Regions from separate parts of the Mus musculus genome. Here all the other regions are linked to region 5. A link is a contact called in public Hi-C and HiChIP or PLAC-seq data. All regions are on one chromosome and are shown on one strand. Each heading gives the region's core, a stretch centred on a gene start, on an enhancer-like site or on the middle of the called end of the contact. The rest is flanking DNA. Distances are from core to core; before and after follow the strand shown.

What was found. A called contact is a pair of places that touch in the nucleus more often than the background predicts. HiChIP or PLAC-seq counts read pairs in DNA pulled down with a chosen protein or histone mark.
Region 1: an H3K4me3 HiChIP or PLAC-seq map of forebrain shows a contact between it and region 5, with 6 times the contacts expected there. The contact joins the enhancer-like site here to the promoter of Grin2b in region 5. A contact is called at or near these places in 10 of 39 promoter capture datasets (cranial neural crest, embryonic stem cells, frontonasal cranial neural crest and 5 more), 10 of 484 Hi-C or Micro-C datasets (cerebellar granule neurons, cerebral cortex, cortical neurons and 5 more), 7 of 115 datasets of contacts at active chromatin or transcription factors (PVALB interneurons, VIP interneurons, astrocytes and 4 more) and 1 of 9 other capture datasets (adipose tissue).
Region 2: an H3K4me3 HiChIP or PLAC-seq map of forebrain shows a contact between it and region 5, with 3 times the contacts expected there. The contact joins the enhancer-like site here to the promoter of Grin2b in region 5. A contact is called at or near these places in 3 of 39 promoter capture datasets (embryonic stem cells and liver), 1 of 484 Hi-C or Micro-C datasets (cerebral cortex), 8 of 115 datasets of contacts at active chromatin or transcription factors (SST interneurons, embryonic basal ganglia, embryonic forebrain and 5 more) and 3 of 9 other capture datasets (adipose tissue, embryonic stem cells and liver).
Region 3: an H3K4me3 HiChIP or PLAC-seq map of embryonic stem cells shows a contact between it and region 5, with 5 times the contacts expected there. The contact joins the enhancer-like site here to the promoter of Grin2b in region 5. A contact is called at or near these places in 3 of 39 promoter capture datasets (embryonic stem cells, hippocampal neurons and stem cell-derived epiblast-like cells), 1 of 484 Hi-C or Micro-C datasets (pancreatic cancer cells) and 5 of 115 datasets of contacts at active chromatin or transcription factors (astrocytes, embryonic forebrain, embryonic stem cells and 1 more).
Region 4: a contact with region 5 is called in a Hi-C map of cerebral cortex, with 8 times the contacts expected there. The contact joins the enhancer-like site here to the promoter of Grin2b in region 5. A contact is called at or near these places in 1 of 39 promoter capture datasets (neural stem cells), 1 of 484 Hi-C or Micro-C datasets (cerebral cortex), 5 of 115 datasets of contacts at active chromatin or transcription factors (SST interneurons, VIP interneurons, astrocytes and 2 more) and 1 of 9 other capture datasets (liver).
Region 6: a Hi-C map of forebrain shows a contact between it and region 5, with 5 times the contacts expected there. The contact joins the enhancer-like site here to the promoter of Grin2b in region 5. A contact is called at or near these places in 2 of 39 promoter capture datasets (the 3T3-L1 cell line and second pharyngeal arch cranial neural crest), 3 of 484 Hi-C or Micro-C datasets (cortical neurons and forebrain), 5 of 115 datasets of contacts at active chromatin or transcription factors (SST interneurons, embryonic forebrain, embryonic stem cells and 2 more) and 1 of 9 other capture datasets (adipose tissue).

The regions. Positions count from the first base shown.
Region 1 is chr6:135,826,881-135,831,160 of GRCm38.p6, forward strand. The region is part of intron 6 of Grin2b (glutamate receptor, ionotropic, NMDA2B (epsilon 2)); the gene reads right to left. Among named protein-coding and RNA genes, the nearest start is that of Gm14330, 23 kb to the right of the region's middle. Within about 2 kb of position 1,646, at least 17 of the 459 cell types and tissues checked have an H3K27ac peak or open chromatin away from gene starts, as enhancers often do. A contact at or near this core is called in PVALB interneurons, VIP interneurons, cerebral cortex and 2 more, where this site is marked.
Region 2 is chr6:135,858,334-135,862,063 of GRCm38.p6, forward strand. The region is part of intron 5 of Grin2b (glutamate receptor, ionotropic, NMDA2B (epsilon 2)); the gene reads right to left. It overlaps Gm14330 (a long non-coding RNA gene), which reads left to right. Exons shown (of 3, transcript XR_003956535.1): 2 at 159-231. Among named protein-coding and RNA genes, the nearest start is that of Gm14330, 7.8 kb to the left of the region's middle. Within about 2 kb of position 1,313, at least 28 of the 459 cell types and tissues checked have an H3K27ac peak or open chromatin away from gene starts, as enhancers often do. A contact at or near this core is called in SST interneurons, cerebral cortex, embryonic basal ganglia and 1 more, where this site is marked.
Region 3 is chr6:135,699,255-135,703,242 of GRCm38.p6, forward strand. Gm38911 (a long non-coding RNA gene) reads left to right here. Exons shown (of 2, transcript XR_869507.2): 2 at 1,749-2,315. Among named protein-coding and RNA genes, the nearest start is that of Gm38911, 12 kb to the left of the region's middle. Within about 2 kb of position 1,872, at least 24 of the 459 cell types and tissues checked have an H3K27ac peak or open chromatin away from gene starts, as enhancers often do. A contact at or near this core is called in embryonic stem cells, where this site is marked.
Region 4 is chr6:135,737,509-135,741,276 of GRCm38.p6, forward strand. It overlaps Grin2b (glutamate receptor, ionotropic, NMDA2B (epsilon 2)), which reads right to left. Exons shown (of 15, transcript NM_001363750.1): 12 at 3,414-3,574; 13 at 1,451-1,638. The region is part of intron 1 of Gm14329 (a long non-coding RNA gene); the gene reads left to right. Among named protein-coding and RNA genes, the nearest start is that of Gm14329, 6.5 kb to the left of the region's middle. Within about 2 kb of position 2,388, at least 4 of the 459 cell types and tissues checked have an H3K27ac peak or open chromatin away from gene starts, as enhancers often do. A contact at or near this core is called in cerebral cortex, where this site is marked.
Region 5 is chr6:136,172,091-136,176,225 of GRCm38.p6, forward strand. It overlaps Grin2b (glutamate receptor, ionotropic, NMDA2B (epsilon 2)), which reads right to left and starts at 1,455. Exons shown (of 15, transcript NM_001363750.1): 1 at 1,383-1,455; 2 at 775-847. It overlaps Gm26653 (a long non-coding RNA gene), which reads left to right and starts at 938. Exons shown (of 3, transcript XR_378074.4): 1 at 938-1,019; 2 at 1,764-1,884; 3 at 2,410-3,620.
Region 6 is chr6:135,795,779-135,799,671 of GRCm38.p6, forward strand. The region is part of intron 6 of Grin2b (glutamate receptor, ionotropic, NMDA2B (epsilon 2)); the gene reads right to left. Among named protein-coding and RNA genes, the nearest start is that of Gm14330, 55 kb to the right of the region's middle. Within about 2 kb of position 1,758, at least 9 of the 459 cell types and tissues checked have an H3K27ac peak or open chromatin away from gene starts, as enhancers often do. A contact at or near this core is called in cortical neurons and forebrain, where this site is marked.

The sequences.
Region 1 (4,280 bases), core at 396-2,895, 350 kb before region 5:
CTTATCCCATGCCTGCATCTCTAAGCTCCGCCCCCATCTCTTCTGGCTTATCCCATGCCTGTATCTCTAAGCTCCGCCCCCATCCCTTCTGGCTTATCCCATTCCTGCATCTCCAAGCTCCGCCCCCATCTCTTCTGGCTTAGCCCATGCCTGCATCTCTAAGCTACGCCCCCATCTCTTCTGGCTTATCCCATTCCTGCATCTCCAAGCTCCGCCCACACTTGGAAGCAGGCTGAGCTAGAACTTTGGTAAGAGCAGGGGCCATGTCCAGGGAGTATCTCATTGCAGCATGCTCCTCATAGTCTTCCCTGCCTCTTGACCTTCTTATCCCTTCTGCTAAGTGCACACAGTCCTTGAGAGAGAGAGAGTGAGCTGTCACATTCGCCTTGATTTTTCTCTTAGCCTCTGATGCAGGGGTCTCTATGACTGAGTCCTTCACCTATGTCTGCGGACTTAGACTAAAGCTGACTGCATGCTGACAGCACAGGGGGGTAAAGGCCAGACTCTCACAGACTGCAGAAAAGCCAGTCGGGATGGATTTGTCTGTGCTCTGAAATGTGGCTACATGATCCTTGTGGTTCTCTGAAGAACCAGTTCCACTCTGAGATGGAATGCTTCTAACTTCAGGAGTAGGATGTGGGAGAATCTAAAATGCCACTTTCCTGGAACAGAGAGAGACTAGGCCCTCCCCTCACATCCTTATTTAGAACTTGCACAAATATACAAGCAATTAATGCCATTACCTTCTTCCTTTCTATCTGGAGCGCTGAACTAACACACTCTCTCTCTCTCTCTCTCTCTCTCTCTCTCTCTCTCTCTCTCTCTCTCTCTCTCTCTCTCTCTCCCTTCCTCCCTTAATCGCTGTCAGTTTTTTTTTTTTCATTTTACATTTAAGATGTGACGGCATTTTCCTATTCTAAGGGGAGTGGGGTTTTTGTTTTTATTTATTTTTCTGTTGTTTGTCTGTTTGTTTTTAATTCTACACTTCTTTCTCTTACTCCCCACCAACATACCTTTTTGAGCCCTCCTTACTCTTGGTTGAAGCCTTCTCCTCTGGGCCCACTGGTACTTTTGGATCACTCCAAATCCTCTTGCAACGCTTTAAGGTGTTAAATGGTGGCATATTGTTTCTATATTTTGTTGCCTGAGAAATAGAGGGGCCTTCACCCAGTGTCTATTGTTTTCTAAGGTGAAATGGGAGACTTAGTGTATTACAGACTGAGGTGGTTCAGACTTCGAAGACATAGCACAGAAGTCTCAGTCGCCCTCTAGAGACCTCAAGATGAACTGCAGGGAGGCACCAAAAGGCCAGATAAACTGGGTACCCCTTAATCCCAGTGTGCCCTTTCCCAAGGCACACATTTTAGCTCTTAAACAAGGAATGGGTGCTTTCTGAAATCTTCTCTGTTCTTGGAGATGACTCTCCAGTGTCTCCAGGGGTGGAAATGGAGAACGTGTAGTGCAGCCAAAGGAGACTGCTCTCCTTAGCTCCAGAAGGGCGATAGTCCGCTGCTGCTGCTGCTCTCTCTGATATTTAGAAGATTCTGAAATCCAGAATTCTACAGAAATCTGAATCCTTAAGTGCTAGGAGCCAATTTAACCTTTAGATGTCCCATCTTTCCTATAGGACACACAGATCACATCTATGATCTAAAAACAGACAGAGAACTTCCTGTTTTATATCCATCTGCACCACGTCCCTGTGTAAGGTCACATTGGGATGCTACAGGGTCAAGTGAGGACAAGTAAAAAAGTGACATAATTGCCATAATTAACAGTCAGGAAAGAAAGCCAAAAGATGTCATGTTCGCTTATGACAGCAGATTAGAGAGGCAACTTACCATACATAGCTCGTAGTGAACAATGAACATTCATGCTTTGTTGGGAAACGCAAGCATAAATATTGAAATGGTTACAAAAATTCATCTCATTCTCTATGGGCTAGCCACAGCATAACAACAAAAGGAGATCAAATATTAACACCACATTGCTCCGTTCCATGGGTAGGAATGTGCCTGAAGTCTCGGCACAACAGCTTTATAAAATTTCAGCAGAGGGTCTATCGGCATAATTTTAAAAAATTAAATGTTTACTTGAAGTCAGTCATGGTTTAAACTTTCCCCAAATAATGTTTCACAATTGGTACACATACAAGTAGCAACTTTCTCTATGAATAATCGCATTTCCAGGAGGCCCTTTGAGGCTGGGACCATATGGCTCAGAGCCACCGCATCCTGGCTCACGGTTCCCAGAGCACTTGGTATTATATTCATTCATTTGCTCATGTGTTAGCTCCCTAGCCCCGCCCACCAGGAAATGAGCTCCCTGAAGCCAGGGAAGGGGTCAGTTTTGTTCAAAACTGCCCTCCCCTGGTCTCTGCCAATCCCTAGAAGAGTGCTTGGTGCATTCATCTTCTGTGGGCCACTTAGAGTCTCCTAGAGCCACTGGGACAGGTCTTAACTCTTTCCTGCTGGGCTGATGGCTTTCTTCTCTCCTTTATGAAAGGATAAAGATTTGGTCTTCTTTTAAAGCTTAATGGCTGGGAGATAAAATGAGAGTAGGGGACAGAAGCAGCGCAGCAGCTTAAGTATCTATTAAACAGATACTTCCCCCCGGGAAAAGAAATGTCTGTTATAAACCATCCCTGGGTTTTATAGGTTAAGCCTCGGATGACCGGACTTCATCTCTAGAGCTTCCTGGTAGAATCTGAGAGTTAGCACTCCCCAGAGGTTCCAGGGTGGAGCCAAAGCTCATGCCCAGTCACACTGTGGGAATGTTAATGTCTGTGGGCCACAAAACACTATGTACGTATCAGGTGTTGCTGTAACTCAGTCTCCCTCTTCGCCAACATTTCCTTTATATGCAACCCTGAATCTGGCTTTGTCTTTTATCATTAAACAATGTTCTCCTGTGGAAGGAATTCCTTTATGGTTATAAGCCGGTCTATCCACCGCAGATGGAAGAAGCCATAAAGGGGAGTCCTTTATGACCAACCACAAAGTTGTGGTTTATTACAATGAAACAGGATCCAAGTATATCAAAGAGCACAAGGACACGCTCTGAGGTTTCATAAATAGGTGTGCCTCCTTATGTGCTTCGGCTGCTATTGAAAGGCTACTGAGAGGCCACAGAATGCTTAGTCTAAACAGTATTTCCAATACTCCCGTGACTCTGTGTAGCCCTCGGACTGCTGGAGACTTGATCTGCCATGATCTTGCTACTCATTAGTATTTGAACTGTGAAAGTCCATGAGCAAAAAGTCATATCAAACCTAGGTCCTCAAAAATACTAGACAAGTGATCAATCCCTCAACTATATCCTGTTTCCCAGAAGTCATCTCAGAATGACAGGAGAAAGGATGCTCATTATCAATTTGGGGGTTTGTTTGTTTGTTTGTTTGTTTGTTTTGAGACAGGGTCTCAAGTAACCTATGTTGGCATGGAATGTGCTACATACCCAAGGATGACCTTGGACTGCTGATCTTCTGGCTTCTGCCTCTCAAATGTGGAGAATAGAGCCACATGTCCTCATGGTGGCTTGTTCAGTCATCATCAAGTACATGAACAATTTCATTTGCTGCTTCCTAGCTTTGGTCTTGGTTCAAGACCAAATTGAATTTGTTCTTAGTGTGTGTTTCTATGTGTATAAGGGGTCATTTTCTTCTTTTCTAGAATCTGATTCAGTTGTATCATTTGTTTAAACTGTGTTCAAATGCAATCATAGTGGACACATTTATGATAAACCTTGGTACATGACAGGTACTATATTAAGAATTTCCCATGAACTAAAACTCATTTGATGCTTACAGCAACAATTTAAAGGAAGGCACTGTTACTCTCCCCATTTGATAGATGAAGAAACTGAGGTACAAAAAAGATGGACCAGAGAGAGATCCCAGGGATATTGAGGGAGGTTGGTTGTAATTATCCTGGAATGTAGTCTGAGTGGAGAGAGGTGAGGGCTGGGAAAGGAAGGCAGAGCGGGCCAGCTTTGAATGTTGTGACCTGGACACTGCAGTGAGAAGCAGGGCCGGCCTAGTTCTAGTTGCTCTCATGTGTATGTGGTGTTCCTATGTGGGCCTGTGAGTCTGAGTGTGAAGGCCAGAGATGAAGCTTGGGGATACTCTTTCATGATTTCCCAGCTTAGCTTTTGATATTGGGTCTCCCATTAAACATGGCCCTTGCCAACTTGCCAACTTAGCTAGACTCTCTGGCCAAAGAGCTGTAGGGGTTCACCTGTCCCCACTGATCCACCTACCTACCTAGTGCTGGACACACACA
Region 2 (3,730 bases), core at 63-2,562, 310 kb before region 5:
GGGGAAAGTGACTCAATTATTGATTTTAGGGAAAAAAAATGAAGTATCAAAAACTGGTTTCTAAAAGCAGTGAGAGAAAATGTAGGTTGACCTCATTCTTGTGCAGGTCCCTGTAAAATGTCTCCTTTTTTGTTTTCCACATTAAATCATCCCTAAAGTCAGCTTTACCTTTTGGATCACGTGACCTGCTTGCCCTCCTGTCCTCTCACGGCCCTGAGAAAGCAGACATAGGTAAGTAAACACATTGGAGAGCCATGGGAAGAGAATGGCGAGCCCTGGTTGTTTCTGAGCAGTTTTGTTATAGAAGAAAGAAAACGATATCGGGCTGTGTCTTGTTGATCATCTAAGGTGACTGCCTAGTGGGTTGCTTTGAGTTTAGAAAATTGAGGCACCTGGAACATACGTAAAAGGTAATTCTGGGATTGTTTTTACTAATGTGAATTCTTTTATCAGTTTAGGAAAGAAAGAAATATAACTCATTTTGCTTATGACATTACAGATGAGAGAGCTTTTTTTTAAGGAAGGGGATGAGGGAAAGGTATGTTTATATATTTATTTCCTAGTGTCTTTCTAATTATCGAGAAAAAGAAAAACATCTTTGGTATACATAGGAGAAACTATTAAATTTTCACCTGGTTAGGTACACATACTTACAAAGTCTTTCCCTCAGCTCTTCTCATTATCTGCCAGTTACAAGAGTCATGGGAGGGGGAGGTTAGCAGTCAATAGTCACATGACGATTTTCTTCATGTGTGGACCAACTCCTGACAATGCAGCATGCTGGCATCTACAGCGATGCCTAAGGCTTAATGCAAATAATGGGCAAAATGGATATTTCATGGGCAGGCAACTGGGAGCGAAGGCATCTCAGAGCTATCTGCAGAGCAGAGATGCGAAGGAGCTCAGGTGGAAACCAGCAGGTATTGCTACTAAGTCTCTCTCCACCTGGTAAAGACCTAATCTCCGGGAAAGTAGAGGGATGTTAATTTGATTAACACTTGCCTGAATTCCCTCAGCCTCCCAGGCAACCAGCATAAACAAGGGAAATTTAACATTTGGGGCAACTTTCTTCCCTGTTTCCCAGTCAGTACAGGTTATTCTGATTATATGAAATTAAAACACGTTCAATAAGAGTGTGTGTGTTCGGGGGAGGGGGGGCTGTAGCAAAACGGCTTGAAGAAGTGTGGTGTTTGATATCTTCAATTAGGAAAAAAAAAGGTTGGGGTGGGTGTCTGCGAGGTAGAATGGGAGCGAACAAGCACACACTGGAGAGAAATGAAGAGATGGAGAGAAGATGAAACAGCATGCGGCATGCTGGGTAGCATCTCCATGGCAACCGCATTGCACATCCAGAGCACTGCCAAAAACAAGTCAAGATCCAAGTAAGTAGGTGTTGCAGAAAGAGGAGATAAGGGCCGGCTGTGGACAGGAACCACCTGGAGGAGATGAATTATCTTGAGGGTTTCATGCTTCTCATTTCTTTGCCTAACCACACCTGAGGCTCCAGTTGGAGCGCGAATGCCTCTAAAGCAACCCTGCTGCCAAATCTACATCTTAGGCAGGAAGGTCTCAGGACAGCAGGGATGAGGTCTGAGGCACTCCAGCTGGAGCCAAAGAGGAAAATTATGAATGAGGATCCCAATCTCCTTGCAGCTAATTTGTTTGCTTTCTTAAGCCATTATTTAATCTAGTAATTTGCACCGAGTAACTAGATGTTGTTCTTCATTTTTCAGGTCCAGTAAGGAGGGGAGGCTACATGGGTGAGGATCTTATTGAATGTGGAAAGTTAGGTCCTGTCAAGACAGACACTGCATTCCCGTACTACTGTCCCTTAGTAAAAACCTATGCCTGTAACTTACAGGAATTCTACTTTAAAAACATGCTCAGGACATCCCTGGAGATAGTAAATGGCTGGAAATGTAGTTTCTGGGCCATTTTAGATTACCCAGCACACGTAAACTGAAGGATGGTGTCTATCGTGGTTCATAGGTCTTCCTTCACACTCAACTAAGAACAATTAAGATCTTTAGAGCTCTTGTGCCTCCTTTAAAATTGCAGCCTGAAAACATGGCTTAAAGAAAGCATCGCAGGCATGTACATGTTAGCATGCCATCGGCCCTTGCAGGTTTATTGTAAGAGATCAAGCTGGGTCCCTGATACTTACCCAGTAATCCTGGTGAATGTGCAGATCTCGGGACCCTAGTCCTAAGACTAGGACTCTATCGATATTCCTCGGATAGAACCCGAGAACGTGTGTTGTCAAGCTCTCTTGCTAGTTCTGCAGTGTAGATGGTTCTGTAAACCATGAAATGGGGGCACTTATCCCTCCTCTTCTGCTCTAATGACTCTGCTACTTGTGGCTCTTTGCCTGGATGAGAAGAGTCTTGCCTCAAGCCCAGGAACGGCAGAGCTGTCAAACCTGCCAGAGAACTGTGCAAGGTAGACTTATAACTCAGTATCAAAAGAAAAGCACAAATCTGAAAGCAACTCAGGGCCACTGGCCAGAAAATGTTAAAGGAAGGGGAAGAGGTGAGATAGGGAACAAGAACATAAGCTAGGAAGGAAGTGAGAGGAGTCGGTTCTTAGTGTTCTGAACCAGAGGTAAGGACGCCCAAGCCCTGCCTATCCATGTCCATTCAGGTGCTCTCCTCATGTGAGAGCCTTGCTATGGAAACTATAAGCAACCATAAGAGCCTTTGCCCTCATTTAACCTGCAACTTGGCTCTCCCGCCTCTCAGTAACGTGAAATTCACTTGCTAGGGCATGTGACAATGGTCAAGTGGGAACAGAAAAGTGAGAAGCCACGTCTCGCAGGCACTCACTGCTCCAGGGAGCTTGCATGTGATGCCGGATGTGATGCCATATTACAGATGAGGAAACGGGCTTGGCCATGGCAAAAGACTAGTGATGTCAGACAGGTCAGAATTTAAATGAGATATGCCTAAGCCCCAAAGTCTATTTCTGAACCCCAGCCCACCAGCTCTTTCCCACGGTCTAGTCTGTAATTTGAAATGACTACATCAAGGATAACCTTCCTGATCACATGCCTACATCTCTTCTCTCCTTCCATCTTTCTCCAGAACTGAAGGAACTGGTACAAGTCTCTCTGTGTGTAGGGTAAAGCTTCCTTTGTGACTCTGTTAATCTTTCCTCTTATTCTTCCTCATTCATAATACTTGAAACAATGTGCACACCATTCTTTGGATGCATCTGGCTTGATGTCTGGTTATATAAGCCTGTATTAGAAGGCATGGAGTATAAGCATCTACATACCTTAAGTGAACCTCTGGGTGTGATACCTAGTAGTACAAAATAAGCAAACAGATACTCCTATAGCAGAAAAGGAGTGGTATCACTAGAAGGTCAAATAACCCGAGTTTTAAGCGATAACAAGGCTTCTCTGACTACCTGCTAATTTCATGGCCAGGTTCTGATGCAGAGATGTGCCTCTGAGGCAGACAGGGGAGTACCTAGTCCTGATTTGGTGACAGTGACAAGGAATGAAGAACTTGTTGTCCTATGGAAAGCAACAAGGAGTCCCTAGGGTTTCTGCATTGTCCCGCTCCATCAGCAAGAAGATGAACATGAGGGGGCCCTTGGCAAGGAATCAAAAGAACATGTATGGCTGGGGCACACCCCTGAGGTGCTAGAGAGGACAGAAAATTCTGACAACTGTGTCATCTTCACTCACATGTCCCCGCTCTCCCAGACCGCCCGGACCCTGCATGTT
Region 3 (3,988 bases), core at 622-3,121, 470 kb before region 5:
CCCATTGGATTCCACACAATGATTTCCCAGCTTAACCAGTGAGAGTCACAGGCTGCTAAGTGCTGCCCTGGCCAAGGAATGCATGATCTACGTTTCTCCTGCTCTCCCAAGCCACCAGTTTAGGTAACAGTCATTTAAAGAAGAAGTATCCTAATAATAGGCCTTGGAGCTGGTGTTTAATTACACAGTGTTGAACTTAAGTTAAATGACATATTCCCTCATGAGTTACAAGTAACGTAACTACAGAATCGCTGAAGGATTAGTTAAGACAGTTGTAATTGAAAAAGAAATATAATTAAGTTCAGAGAAGTCAACCGTCTCTGGAGCAAATCCCTCTTCTAGCAAAAGATTTCCTCTCGTGTGTGCCCCACTGGCTAAGCATCTTCCTGACAGGTGGAAACTGAAGTTACTCACAAGGTTACTAATTTACCCGCACAGTTATTTGGGCAAGATTGGTTGGATGCAAAAACCAATCAGCGTTTTTAGTTTTCAGGACGGGCCCTGTCTTCAGTGTGAAATTGGGGTCATTTTTGTCTTAAAGGAAAATTGTCCCAGCTATACAGGGGGACAAAGAGCGAAGCTGTACCCAGGTCTAACGGGAATGGGTCAAGAGAAGGAGAGCAGATGCGTGATAAAGATTTTATAGGGGGAAAGGACTGGAAATGGCAGGCGGGGGGCGGGGGGGAAGAGAGACAAACGCTAGTAAAAGAAAGAAAGGGACTTGCTCAAGGTGTGGCTGGGCTCGTGCTGACGATGTAGGGACAAAGACATGTAAGCTGAGAAACGGGACAGGGACAGATAGTGTGTTCTGTGCTTAGGAGGCAAGGAACCACGAAGCTCTGCGCCCATTGAATGGCACCAGTGTTTCAGAAGGCACGCCCCTGCTTAGGAGGCGTGGTGAAGTGCAGGAGTTGGGAGTCCAATTGGAGTTGAGGGTGTGTGAGCAGGAGAAAGAACAGGAGCTAGTGATGGCCGCATGAACAGTGGCACCCTGTGCTGCGGTGGCATCCAGGCAGATGTCAGTGCAGTTTGCCAAGATGAACTCAAGGAAGGTGAGGAGAGAGGGAAGATGGACTAGTAAATTGTTTACATTATTAGATGTTGGCATTTAGTCTAGGCTCCGCCCCGCAGTTATCTAGCAACAGTCCCATGTGTGCTTGACTCACTGTAAAAGGGGCTACTTGCCTCCTCCTCCTCCTCCCCCTTCCCCCCCCCTTAATTCCCCTCCCCATGCCCTGAATAAACTCTATTCTATACTATACCTTCATGTGGCTGGTCCCTCAGGGGAAAGGGATGGCTCAGCAAGGGCCCACAGAGGCATCCCCTTCCCCCACACCTGACTGCACCTCCACCAAACATATTTCTTCTCTCCCTTATATTTTTATAAAACAGAACACTAGTGAGTTAGTTTAGAAAGCTACGCTGGTTATCACCAAGAGACGCCTGGGTGTAGCAAGGATGAATCTGGGATGATCGCTCAGACCTGATTATTAGTATAGATCTACAATCATGAGCTCCAGCAGACAGTTCAATCAGTGTAAACAGAGAGCGCTTGCGGACTCAGAGCCCTTTTTCGAGACTGCCAATTCTCAACATTCCCTAAAAGTGACATAATACTACTTAGTGATGCCTCATCTCTAGGATGGATTAGCAATGCCGCTCTCTGCCCCAAATTTGAGGAGGGCTGTATGAAATAAGAGTCTGACGTCACATCTTTGTGTTTATTTTGACCACTGTTGTTTGGACAGCAAGTAGGAAAAGGTGGAGGAGAACAGAAACTGGAGCAACCGGAACAGAACATGTAGCTGATGGGGACAGGAAACGCAGAAGAAGAGGCAGGAAATACATCAGACGTGACTCGCCAATACAGCAGGAGGCCACAGCGGGGCAGACCAGAGACTGCAGAAAAGGAAGCAGCAGAAAAGAGGGCTGACTAGGCAGTTCTGTATCGTGATTGAGGGGAAACCCTCATGACAGTCTCACTTACTCAACTAATATTGATTGAACATCCACTCTGTCTTGAACATTTGTCTAAGTCCTAGGGGATAAATCAGTGAAGAAAACAAGATAAATATTCCCCATTTATAAGACAAACGTCACAGATGACAAGGGATCAAATTCTGAATCTGCCACTTCTTTCTTGTGTGGCCTGGAGAAGTTATTTAATCAAAGCAAGTTTTAGTTTACCAGTCCATCAACTGTTGTGATAACGGTCTGTGTGTCACTGTGTAGCTGGAAGCCACAGAAACATAATGTGAATCACTTGGCTCAGTGGACGGCACCTAATTATCCTCAATAAACGTTAACTACACTAAGTAGGCTGTGGGCTACTTTTTCCAGAGATGTGCATATGATGGTAATTAAAAGAGATCTGATTACAATTAAAACTGGGTCTGTGATTGGGGGTGGAGGAATTTCTCAGGATGGGAGAGGCCTGGAGTGTGTGTGTATGTGTGTGTGTGTGTGTGTGTGTGTGTGTGTGTGTGTGTGTATGTGTGGATGAGTGTGCTGAGTGTGTGGATGAGTGTGAGTGTGTGTGTATATGAGTGTGAATGTGTATGGATGAGTGTGTGAGTGTGTGTATATGAGTGTGAGTGTGTGCGTATGAGTATGAGTTTGTGTGTGTGTCCGCACGTGCACATGTATAAAAAGCAAGGAGGAGCAGGCTGAGTGTGTGGACCTGGGGCAGAGCAGAGTATCTATGGGTTGGCCTTGGGTGGAGCTGTAGGTCAGACTCATCTTACCCAGAGGGTCAGTCAGGTGAGACAGTAGCCTGACCTCCATACTCTTTTATTATATTTTCTACATATCTGTTTTTGGATCACACTGCTCACCCACTCAGGGAAGAAGTCATGAATGGGCAACTCCACCACAAGGGCAACCGTTGTCCCAAAAGTCAAGGCAAAAAAGGATTTCTATCATTGAGGCAACTGGAAAAGGCTCGAAAGAGAAGGTGACTCTTAAGTTGACATTTGGTGGGGTAATGGAGTCCTGGCAATACCAAGGATGCTTCGAAGGTGTTCACGTCCATTCACAGGTACAAAGTAGAAGACACAGATGGCTTAAGGTATCAACAACCAGAATTCTACTGTGTGGTCACCTTGCACATTTGAAGAACAGATGGGCCTGGAACTCTGAGGGGGAAGAAGAACCTTCAGGACACCATTCGTTGCCATTGTGTTGCTCCTGACCGAGTAAGGGAGGGCCTGACCTAGACTGCAGGGAATTTTAGGCATATTTCTGAGGTCGATTTGGCTGAGCTTTGCAACTGTCACATTCTTGAGATGGGAAATGGGGGAAGTCAAACCTGATCCAGCCTTGTGTTAACCAACCTGTTGCTGTGATGGAATACCCGAAGAAATCAGCTTATAGGGAAGGAAGGTTTGTTCTGGTGTGCTGTCTCACAGGCCTTACTCCACAGCTGGTTGGCTTCATTGCTTTAGGCCTATAGCAAGGGAACAGTCTGTAGTCTAGCAAAGCCACTCAGCTCATGGAGGCTTAGAAACAGAGAATAGACCTGCAGAGAAACATTCCCAATGACCTGCTTCCTTCAATTATGCCTTAGTTTTTTTTAAATTATTTTTAAAATCTTCCACTTCCTAACTGTGTGTCACCAGTAGGTGATGGCATCTTCATTGCTGGGACTTTTGGAAGACATTTTGTACCTAAGCCACAACAAGCCCAAACATACAAGAGAAGGACAGTGGCTTTATAAGAGTTGAGAATTTACAGGGTTACAGGAGGCTAGAGGCTTTATAAATGAGATACTGCAGTAAGCATCTGCCTCTATCTTACCCATGCTTTACCCAGTGCTCATTGAACACTGGGACATTGATCCACCCAAATGTGATGCTTGGGCTTGTGAGAGTACAAGGTAGAAAGGCTGAGATTCTTATCTTGAACAGACATTGGTTCTGGACCCATGGGTGCCTCTGTTTCCCCTTTCTGTTAAAATTAGTTAAAAACTGCACACAGCCTGCTGTATTGT
Region 4 (3,768 bases), core at 1,138-3,637, 430 kb before region 5:
CAAAAACCAAAACCAACCAAACAAGCAAAAGACAAAGAAAACAAGTACCTACTCCAGGATGTCACTAATTCATACAAATGAAAGTCTAGTTTGCTAAAATTTTGCATTTGCATAGCACAATGAATCCCAAAATCCTTTCTACTGATCTACTTGGTAATAGAGTCTGGATCCATTTGGCTGTGACTACTGGTTATACCAGCATGGCTTATCAGCATTCCAGCTACAAACCCCTACTCGTTCTTATAGAAATCCACTCACGTTTCTTCTCTTCTTTGATTCAACAATGCTTTTTCTAACTAGTGTAGAAGCCAGATTCAGGTGGAACCTGGAAACCTGACCCTGGCCTTGTGTCTCTGATGTCTTCCCTAATAAAAAATGTCCCATGGACCTAGTTGACAGACCCACGTGTCTGGTGGACTTCAGAACCATGCAGAGTGAAGATCATCTCTATCTAGATTAGTTTGTGTGTGAGGATTATGGGTAGACTGTTTTGGGCAAGGACATGAAGAGAAATGCAGAAGATAGTAGTCCGGTGAGATACATTTCTCAGTGTTCAGCCCATGACCAGAAAGACACAGGAAATGCCTTCTGGTATCTACATCTGAGGATCCTTGCCCTCCACCTCTTCAACCAGAAGACCGTGGCAGGACAGAATGAAGGATGTAGAAACAGACAAACATTTGTTTCACTTTCCTTCCTCCTGGAATAGAAAGAGCACTGCCCTACATCTGTCTGGTGTTGTGCCACATGTAGGGTGACATCTAACTGTAGCCTACTTCATTCCCGGAGGCATCAAAGTCCCACACAATCTTCAAATGTTCCCTTATCTCCAACTACTTTAATTCCTCCCTCATCTTTACCCAGTGCAGGTTAAAGTATGTCTCCTTGTAATTCTCATATTAAACCACACCTTTATGGTAGCTTAGGGTGTGATTTAGAAATTGGGTCATTGCAGATGCAATTAATAATGGCAAAGCACACTGCAATCCCCAGCAGGCCCCTAACCTCATGTGATTGGCCTTAAGAAAAGGGTGGATGCAGAGAAAGATGAATACAGGAGAAAGACATTCATCCAGGTAGGATGAAAGTAGAGATCTGAGTGGTGCTTTGACAAGTCAAGGAATACCTAGTGGAACCAACAAGAAGAGAGCACCAAGAAGACACATCAAAAGCCATTCAACAAGCATACAGAGGATTCCTCCTCATCACTTCCAAGTGAAGCTTCCTGTACTGATACCTGTAGTGCCCAGAACTTCAACACAACGAATTCAACTGTTTACATCACACCATTCCTGTCATTTGTTATGGTGGCCCTAAGAATTCAAAACGTACTCTCCAATCTAATCATATCTTGTGACATGCTGATTTGGATAAATAGAGGATAAAGGTTGCTATTTCAGAACAGCTATTGGTGGAGGCCAAGTGGACACTCCCCTTTACTTTAACTCACCATCTCCAAACAGCTGCAGGATAGCAAGGTCCACCTGGCGTTTCCAACCAGAGTCTTTTTGGATAGCAATGCCATAGCCCGTAGAAGCAAAGACCTTGCCACTGCCAATGGTCACCAGCTTGCAGCCTTCGTCTCTTCCAGCCATGTAGTTGAGCACGGCTGCATCGTAGATGAATGCATCAAGTTTCCTGCACAAGAAAGAAGCGAACCAACATATACTAAGGAGGAAATTACACAACAGTACTACCTACTGGGGCATTAGTCTGAAGTGGTAGGGTTGCAGAAGCTATGTGGAGGACTGGCTCACAGTAAGGCTCAAGTTGGACTATTGTCAGAGTCTAAAGCCTGCATCCCAGGCTGCCCTTGATGGGACTTCAGGTTGAAAGGAGTTGTTTCTTTTATTCCCCCCTCCCACCAGGAGTGATAAGAATGTAAGTTGGGCCTGAGGCCAACTCATAAGCTGTGTCTGAAAAGGAGAAGGAGTAAAAAGGAATCAATAAAAATAATAACAGAAATAATGAAAAGTAAGCACCGCAGTGATAACAAATAGCACGGGTAAGAGTTATATAACATTTTTCATTTCTCAGTTCATTACAGTCCAGAGTGGGGGAAAGTGTAGGTGTATATGTTTCAGTAGATATGTGGCTATTTTGGTGGTCAGAAAGAATTCAGCATTCTCTTGTGCTGTGTGACTCTGCTTTGAGGGGCCAGGCTGGTGGCAAGCTCGTGTGAGAGCACATTCACAGCACTGCAAGAAGGTAGCATTCAGAAGGACCAAGGACTTTCAGATTCCTAAGCCTACATGCACATTGCGTGAAACATTGAGCTTTGCAAAGAAGGGATGCACCAAGAAAAGATGGGGTGGGCTAAGAGCGAGGCGGCATGCACCAATCACTGTTTCCAAACGTTTCCACACCGAAAGGCTGAGGGAGCAGTTCAGATAAAGCCATGCAAGTGACAGGCATGAAAGTGAGCAGGGCATGCAAGCCTGCACAACAGTTACAGGCTAGGCATCTTTGTCACTCCTCAAGAAAAAGGGAAACAAACAAACAAACAAACAAACAAACAAGCCCACAAGCCCTTTTTGATATGACTAGCAACAGGCAATTTCACAAAATGCATCCTATAAAATGCAGGTTGGTGGCATGCCCAAACACCAAGCATCCGGTATAATTGAGAACTATGCGGATCCCGTAGTTTGGACTATCCAGAGCACTCCTACCCTAACCTCAGATCCTGTCTTCTGAAACCTGTTGTGATTTTGTTCAGAACAGTGAGATTGAATGCCTCCACATTCTAAATGGCCATAAATCTAGGTGGTACTTGGGAACCTTAAGACGCAAAGGTGGCCAGAGGAGGTCCACGGTCACCATAGGAGAGAGGGAAACAGCTGTATGACCCATTGGCCTCCAAATTTCGACATTTACAGTGCTCAAGTGCTGGCCATTCTTCATAGCTTTCACTTTCTCCAACTAAAGGACAAGTGTGCCCAAATCGCTGCATTAACAGCTTGTGAACAAATACACTCTGGGTACAGAGAATGGCTATCAGGAGTGACAATCAAAGCTGAAATTGGGGATCAATCAACACATTTCTACTTGTTGCCGTCTACAAATTTTGCACACTTCCTGTTTCATTTCTCCCTAGACACCGGAACTGTCTATTACACCTCTTAGACTACAGCTCATGTGTAACAGATATGCGCTCTCTCCTTGACGCTTCCTTTTTAGTTTTTGATCTGTTTCTTTTCCACTCCATGCCCACATTCATGCAAGCAGAAAACAATTTGCAGGATGGTATATAGAAGCAAGTAACATCATAAGAACTCTTGTACAAGGGTTGGAATAATGCCATCAAATTTGACTTGGAAACAGTCTTTTGATTTAATGAGTATGGTTCAAGTTCAAACTGTGTCCAGTGGATGTGAGAGGTGTATCACTCTGAGCTTGGAGGCCGTTCTTACCCTGTTTTCAGGGAGAGCAAGGCATCATCTACACCCCTTTGGTTGAACTTTCCCATGTAGGCATGCATTTCTGCATAGTTATTACGGATATTCCTCTCTGTGCTGCCATTGGGCACAGTCCCAAAGCGGAAAGGGGGTGAGAAGTCATTAGGTCTCTGGAACTGGAGAGAGAAAGAAAGACAGAGAGAGAGAGACAGAGACAGAATAAAGAAGAAATGCTTTAGAAAAATGTGAAGAGACATTAAGTCAGCATTAGTGAGTTTATAATGGAAAGGAACCGACTATAATTCACCAAACACATTAGCCCTCACTCAGGAGCAGTAATTGCCTTCTGGAAGTGGACTTCAGTTCAACT
Region 5 (4,135 bases), core at 205-2,704:
CTATGCCGTTCCTGGGACAGGCATGGATGAAAGGTGAGAAAAGCCAACCTGAATGGAAGAGAGGGAAGAGGGAAGTGGAAAGCAAGGAGGAAGGCAGGGAGAGGAGGCTCCACACAGCAGTTCACACTCACACACACGCGCGCGCGCGCGCATGCACGCACACCATCCCCACTTAACTCGCCAGTGAGTGCGGCCCCCAGCCCCATCTGCAATGCTGCTGACACGTCTGGCTCGCTCTCCTCATCTCCTCCAGCAGCGGAGCCTCCTCCCACCCCGGGCTCGTGCTCAATGGGTTCTGATTGTGCACCGGCCGCACACTGGGCATTTCTTGGATGGGGCACACTGACACGCGCGTACACACGCCCCCGACGCGCACGCGCCCCCGCGCGCACTCACACTCACCCCCGCGCACACTCACGCCGCCGGCGCGCTGATGTGCAGCGCACCGGGCTGCACCTGCAGCCAGAGGATTGGACTGGAGGGTCGCAGCGCGTGGCTCCCGCCTCTGGCACCGCTGCCCAGCCTCTCCCCTAGAAGGGATTAACCACCTCAGAAAGACCAAAGGCAGTCCTGTCCCCTTCCCCCTCCCCAAAAATATCCTTTTGTTTAAAAGGAAAAATAAAAAACCATCCAAAATAGCAAGTGCCCGGTGCTGCTGGATTGGAAAGCTGTACCCAATACCAGGTTGGTTAGCAGTGCCAAGGCTTCGAGCCTTTATCTGCCTGATTTCTCCAAACCCTCAAAATTGAGACTCCAAAGCGGGCATTTACGTACCGGTTCTGCACCTCCGAGGTGGCAGTCTCCGGAGAGGGGTGGCGGGTGTCGAGGGTTTGAGACGTTTTCTTTCCTGCAAAGCAGGATAAATGGATCAGTCTCCTGGGTTGGGAAGTTCACTACGACTCTTTGCAGAGCAGAAGGAAATGTATTCGGATGCCAGCTCCGCTGGATGCCGGGGATAGAAAGGCAGCTTGACCCGAGAAGCGCTTCTCCATAGAGCCAAGCCCCGAGATTTCCTAGAGGTGAAGGAACCCAAGGAAGTGGTGCTGGAAAGGGGGTGGGGGAGGACCTTCCTTTCTCAAAAAGGGGGGGGGGGAGTGGAGAGGCAAGAGAGCCCAGATTCCAGTTGGTGGTGATGGGAGCCGGGGGAGGGGAAGCGGGCGGGGGCAAGTCAAGCGTTCGGCAGCAGGAGAGGAAGAGCAGGGGAGGAGGGGGAGAGTAAGAAAAATGGGTATTAATCACCGGCGACGCGGGGAGGGCGGGGACATCAAAGGTCCTGGTCTTGATTTGGGTCTCACACCCAGGAACGTGCCACTCAAGCGCGCGCTCGCGCGCGCACACCACACACACACACACACACACACACACACACACACACACCCTACCTCTCACACAGGAGGTTCAGGAGGAGAAACCCAAGAGGCAGGGTGTGTGTGCACGCGCGTCCTCTTGCTCTCCACCCCCCACCCCTCCCCACTCCCAAACCCCCTCCATCACCCCCTCACTCCCACTGCTAAGACTCTTGGCTGAGGCTGCTTCTCACGTCATGAGCTGGGGGAAGTGGGGTAGCCAGGGGGTGGGAAAAGCTTAACCCGAGGCCGTGGTGCCTCCTCCTGGCAGCAAGAAGGAATAGCAGCGAGATGGGGCGGCTTAAGGGAGAGGGGAAACAGTGGCCACCTTGGACCACCGCGCAGGGCTGTGCACCTCAACCCGAAGGCCATGCTGCAGACTGACACTGAAACCACTCCCCTGGTTCCATTCAGCAGTCTCTGCTTAGTACCTGCTTTCCGGGTGCAGAGTGCAACTTGATGACAGGATTCTTGTCTTCAGGGAGCTTGAGATCTGTCTTCAGTGCAGGAAATTGACAGTTAAACAATAGGGAAGCAGGTAAATGTAATTAAAAGGCTGAATTGTACAGCAGTGTGTGTGTGTGTGTGTGTGTGTGTGTGTGTGTGTGTGTGTGTATGTGTGTATGTGTGTGTATGTGTGTATATGTGTGTGTGTATGTGTGTGTGTATGTGTGTGTGTATGTGTGTGTATATGTGTGTATGTGTGTGTATGTGTGTGTGTATATGTGTGTATGTGTGTATATGTGTGTGTGTGTGAGTGTGTGTGATATTTTCCGGCTGCTGGGAAAGATTTGAGGACTTTGGGGTTCTTTTTTAAGTGGATTGCGTTATTTAAAGATCTCAAGCAAAAATGATAGACAAACGAATGTTTCCCATATGAAATGATTTTACAGCACTGACTAACCCAGCTTCTCTAAAACGGAAAATAGCAGCCATTTCTCTCCCTCTTGAGCTGTTTTATGTTTTGGGAGTCCTTGTGATCACTTGTAGTATTATCTATTCTTCAATATTAATATCCTTGTAGATACATCCTTGTTATTCTCACCCATTGTCTCTGTTACAGTGGAGGTGAACTTTTATGGCAGTAAAACAACGGGCTTCTCACTCACCAACCTGGGAGAATGTGACCGGAACACACAGGGATCGGTCCCATTCCAAGCAGCCTGGAACTCCGGTCTACGGGCCAATGCGCACTGGCCTCTAGTCCAGTCAGCACCAGGAACACCTCAGGCGGGTTCTCCACAGCAGTGTTTTTTCCCGTTCCCTGAACTTTGTCAGGCTAATTCTTGGCATCTAATGTTTTCACGACACACAGAGGAGAACACAAATATCGCGTATTCAAAAGCAATACCGTGTGCCTCTCTGTGACCATTCCCATTCTTTCCCGAGACAAAGTGAGGTTGCGCATCTACTCCTTTGGGAAAGTGTGGAATGTGGTCACTGCTCTCTGCTGGATGCACACAATGGCCGACTGGACCCAATCATGTGCATGTTCTAGTGACTGGAACAAAGGCAGATGCCCTAAGCCAGGACACAGTGAAGCACGCTGCCCTTGCTCTTACAGTAATGTTTTCTTTTTTTCTTTTGAAATGAGATCTACACCCACTTAGGCACCCTTGTGGGTTGACTGGTAACCTACTATTCTAAATATGGCTATCTTTTACGTTTCACCTCGTGGGCCACCCTTCCCTCCCGATGCCCTTTTCCAAAACTTGCATACTACTCTTATTTGTTTTCATTTCTCCTGTTGCCCAAACCTAACATTTCCATTTCAGTCTATCCACTTTCCCTAGCAGAGAGCAAAGAAGGAACACACATCTCCTCTGCCCGTGGCGCAGTCCACGGTGCTCTCCTTTGGGAGTCTAATTCCAGGTCGTTTTCATCATCCAAGCCTGAATTGATTTCTGTAAGCATTTCAAGGATTTGATAGTGAGAGGTGGCATCTGGCCATCTCACTCTCCGAGTCTACCTGTTCTGTGTAGAGATGCAGAGCATGGTTCACTCCGCTGACTTTCACAGTGACTGAAAGATATCTCGTGCGTAGATCATCCCGGTATGTAACATATTAACATCAGCACGGTGGAGAAAGAGCTGACCAGTCAGAAGAAAAAAAAAAAAACATCCCTGAGCCATCTGCGTTATGCCATACAGTACTATTGGCAATTCAATCATGATAGTCTCAATCACACAAAGGAACCATTATTGACCTATAATAAAAAGGCAATTTCATGAAACTCAATGGAGAATTGTATCCTTCAGTGTCTTTCCTGTCTTCCCAACCAGCTGCTTAGTTCCTTGTATGAAATTATTTTTTCTGAGAATTTCTTACATGAGTATACAGTACTTGGTAACATCCCCAGGCCTCCCTGCCCACTCTTTCATGGACTCAGTGATTCTTGGGTTTTTCTGAGGCTTCTGACCTGCTTAGTTGTTCTGATGACAGGACTAAGACATCTTAGGAAGCACAGAGCTAAATGAGAAGTGCTATCCTTCCTCCACGGCATACATTCCCTGGACCCGAGGGCTTCTCTCCCTGATTCTCAGACTTGTGACACCCACCTCTTATTTCTTCCCTTTTCTTTTGGGACTGAGTTGAGCCCAGGGCTCTTCACATGCTGGGCAAGTGCCCCAGCACTAGGCTATATCCCAAGCCCCATTCCTACTTTTTATTTTGAAACAGTCTCACTATGTCACCCAGGCTGCACTTGAACCCACATACACTCACGTAGCTCAGGAAAACCTTCTCTGAGCTTGGTGTCCTGACTAACTGGAATCTCCACCCAGCCAGG
Region 6 (3,893 bases), core at 508-3,007, 380 kb before region 5:
AAGATGGTCTTTCATCCTTCAAATTCAAGTGCACGTATGTGCACACATATGTAGAACACACACGTGCAACACCCATGTGCAACATAAGAGGGAAAAGCAAGCAAAAACTAATAGACAAGAACAGCAAAACTTCTTCAGTAAGCACAGCGCTGACATCTTTCTTAATTATAGTCCATTGAAACAGAACTAACCTTACAATAGGAAGCTGCGGAAGCAGTCCCACCTCTCCCACTGAAGAGCCTCGTGAATGTGACAATTCTAACCTTTGGGCCTCTTAGATGCTTACTGTAAAAATGGGAGATTGTAATTTTATGTCTATCTGGCTATATGTATACATGTATCTTTCTTATCGCACAAAGCTGATAATACAACCGGTCATATATGGAACTGCCGATGTACAAATGTTACTGAAATTAGTTAGAAACATTGAGTTACATCACTTGCTGACAACGTACTTAGCCAAAGCAGGTGGGCTGTCGAGGGAAGATGCTCCAGGGAGGGGACCTAGCAGCAAGCTCCTTCCTATTGGGTGATGATGGCTAACAGGTGCTTCGCCACCGTGAGCATCACTGATTAGCATTGATTTCTTTAATGAGGTGCTATTTCAGGCAGCACTCCTGTAACTCTCCTCCTGCCCCACTCCCAGTGTTTAGCACCTCCTTTTACATTCTGCTGAAGGTCAGGAGGAAACCTGGTCTCCAAGGAAGAAGCTCAAGGCCAGGAGTATGAAGACAACGGTCATGCTCCATCTCTGGCTAGCTCTGGGATTTTGTCCATTCCCATTGCAGAAACGGATTCTCTCTCTGTAAGGCGTAAAGGTCACAACAGTTGTCAGCTTATCAACAATGGGTTGGAGAAAGACCAGCATAATAATGCAAACAGAAGTAGCTTGAAGCTAGCCATCCCTGAGCTCAGCACAAAGTCAAGGTTAGTATGGGAGATCCCTCAGAGAGGCATACCTGGAGTATAGAGAGTGTCAACCACACTCCAGGTCCCAGGCTAAGCGGTAAGGGTTGAAGGAGGGAACGAGGAAACTGACATTTTGTGATGTGAGACAATTCGCCTGCAGCCACATAATTAATAAATGACTTAATTGAATCCCAATCCTTACTGACCTTCTTCCAATGCCCAGATTTGCCCAGTGCTGGGCAGCCTCCAAACGACCTGTCCGGAGCCTGTAGGAGATTGGAATTATTGGCTAGGTAGTTTGCCATTAAGTAGGGTCATCAGCTTGTGGCTAAAGAAACAGATGATCACAAAAAAAGGGCTAGGGGAGAAAATGCCTGTTTACAAACACAGCTTAATTAATTAGTCAACTCAGACCAAGCGGAAGAGGCGGCTTCCCAGATGTCTGACATAGAGAATTAATTAACAGAGAGGCACCAGTCCCCAGGCCTTGGGTTCATGTCCAGACCACATGGTGGAATTAAATTACTAAATTGCCTCAGTGCTCCTCACCTTAAAACTAAATTGTCCCTCAACTTAACTAAAGCCATTTGACTGAAAAAAAAATATTCATTGAAAATGACAACTGAATTGAAAAGCCTCTGCCAATTTAAAGCTTTAAATGAAGCTCAAAGAGCAAGGCAGAGAAGTTTCTAAGTACGTTTAGTGTAACATTAGAAGGTTCTAGAATAAAAGTGAAGGTGAAGTTAGGTTGAGCGGCACAGATAAAATTCCACGTCTATACTTGCCACTGTGGTTTGAATACGAAACACCCCCCACAGGCTCATGTGTTGAATCACTTGTCCCAAGCTGGCAGAGATATTTTGGGAGAGCCTGGGAGCTGTGGAGGGTGGAGACTAACTTGAGGAATTAGATCACTGGGTGGATCCTTGGCCGCTGAGTTTTGTCCTTCCGTTATAGTTTGAAAATGTAATGTCCCTCCCCAGGTTAATGTGCTTGAACTTAAATTCCCAGTTGGTGACAGTGTTTATGGAAGGGAGGAGAATCTGTAGGAGGTGGGGTCTAGCTGGAGGATGTGAGACACGGGGGCGGTGGGCTCTGAGCAGTTCAGGCTAGCCTTGGTTCTGGACTGAGTTCTCTCTGGTTTCCATCCTCTGCGACATGAGCAAGAATCCCAATGTTCCCTCCACCCTGGACCAAGCTACTCCCACCACCATCAACACTGCCGTGCCTTCCCTGACATGAAACTATGAGCCCAAAGAAATCCTTCCTCCTTTGAGATGCTGCTGGCCATTCATCAAAATGCAGAGAAAAATCCCCAATCCATGTCCTCTCTGCTTCCTGACACCCATGAAGTGAATCATCACTCCTTCATAGGTTCTTGCTACCATGACATTCTCCTTCAACATGTTGTAGCCCAGAGTCATAGCTGTGGTCTCTGGCTTGACATTTCTGCATTCCATCAACAAAGAAAACCTTTCTTCCTTCAGTCCTATTGGGTATATTGACACTGCAATGAGGAAAACGGGGGTGATCGAGGCAGGAAACTAAAATCACTGTAACCCCCGTTAGGGTTTGTCACTGTCTTGCTTGCCTCATCTTTCAAGCCACAAGCCAAATATTCTAGGGAAAGGCAAAGCATCCAGATGCCTCCACTTTCAACATCATTTTGCTTATATAAGATAAAGGATTCCTTAGGCAGGAGACAGAAATATGAGTCTGTGGGAGTCACAGCTCACCGGGGTGGACCGATGCCGGAGTAAATACCACAGAGCCAATCTCCAGTGAAGCAGTATAACGTTTCCAATCCTGTGTGGGTCTGTGAGGAAGTCACATTCCAGCAATGCTTCCGCTTCCACAGTTAACATTTTCTGGGGGTGGGAGTGGGGCTCCAACAAGTGTTCTTTAGCCTGTTGTTTATATTTCGTCAGTTAATTTCCATGTATTCTGCACTGTGTTTGGATCTCATCTTCTGTCTAATTAAGCAGAGGGAGTTAATAAAGTATGAAGTGACTTTGGGCCACAGAGTAAATAGAAGAACATGCAGGGGCATTGGGGGAGAGGGTGGGCACACAGCAAAGAGTCCAGGGGTCTGGAGAAAGGGGAAGTGGACACCGTGGAGTTCAGTGCACACCGTGGGGTTCAGTGCACATGAATGTTGACTGTCTGATCTAGCTCTGACAGCAATCTAGAGAGGTGTCAAGTTTGTGTCCGAATCCCTTATTCACCGTTAAAACTCTTATTTTTCAGAACAACTGTAATGGGATTTCTAAGCAGCATTTAATCTAAACAACAGTGTCATCCTGTGGAGTGCAAGAATTGAGAGCACTCATCTCTAGCAAGCTCTTCCTTTTACAACTGGGAGATGGGGAAATATATCATGATTCAAAATCTAAAATGACCTCAAATTCATGCGCAGGAATGTTTTTCTGATAAAGGGTGCTCACTCAGCCTATCTTCTGGGAAGGAGCAACAGGAGAGGCAGGAAGAGGATACAGTGTGAGGCCACGGTCCATTGCATGCATGGGCATCTACACTCCCTATCAGCCACACCTTCAACCTGTCTTGAGGGAAAAGAAGCCCTCACTTTTGGGAGCCTTCATCTTAGAAGGCTGTGGCTTTGTGCAAGTCTGCAGATTTTTTCATCAATGGGGAGTAAGGATAAATGGTTCAAACCAGTGGCCTTTAAAGTGTGACCCCCCCAGATCATCCCTCCCACACCCATCATCATCATTATCATCATCATCACTGCCACCACCATCCATCAGTGGCAACAGCAGCAGCAGCACCAGCACCAGCACCAGGTGCTTGGGCATTTTCTAGTGATGAAAGCAACCAGGACTCTACTCCAGATGTGCCCAGTGAGCAGTCTTGTTGGTGGAACCCACCCACATCTGAATTTCAACCAGCCTTGCAAATGCTATTTACTTTTTTAAAAAGGAATTCATGGAAGAAAGTGGGGATGGGGGTTGGGTGGGAGGGTGACC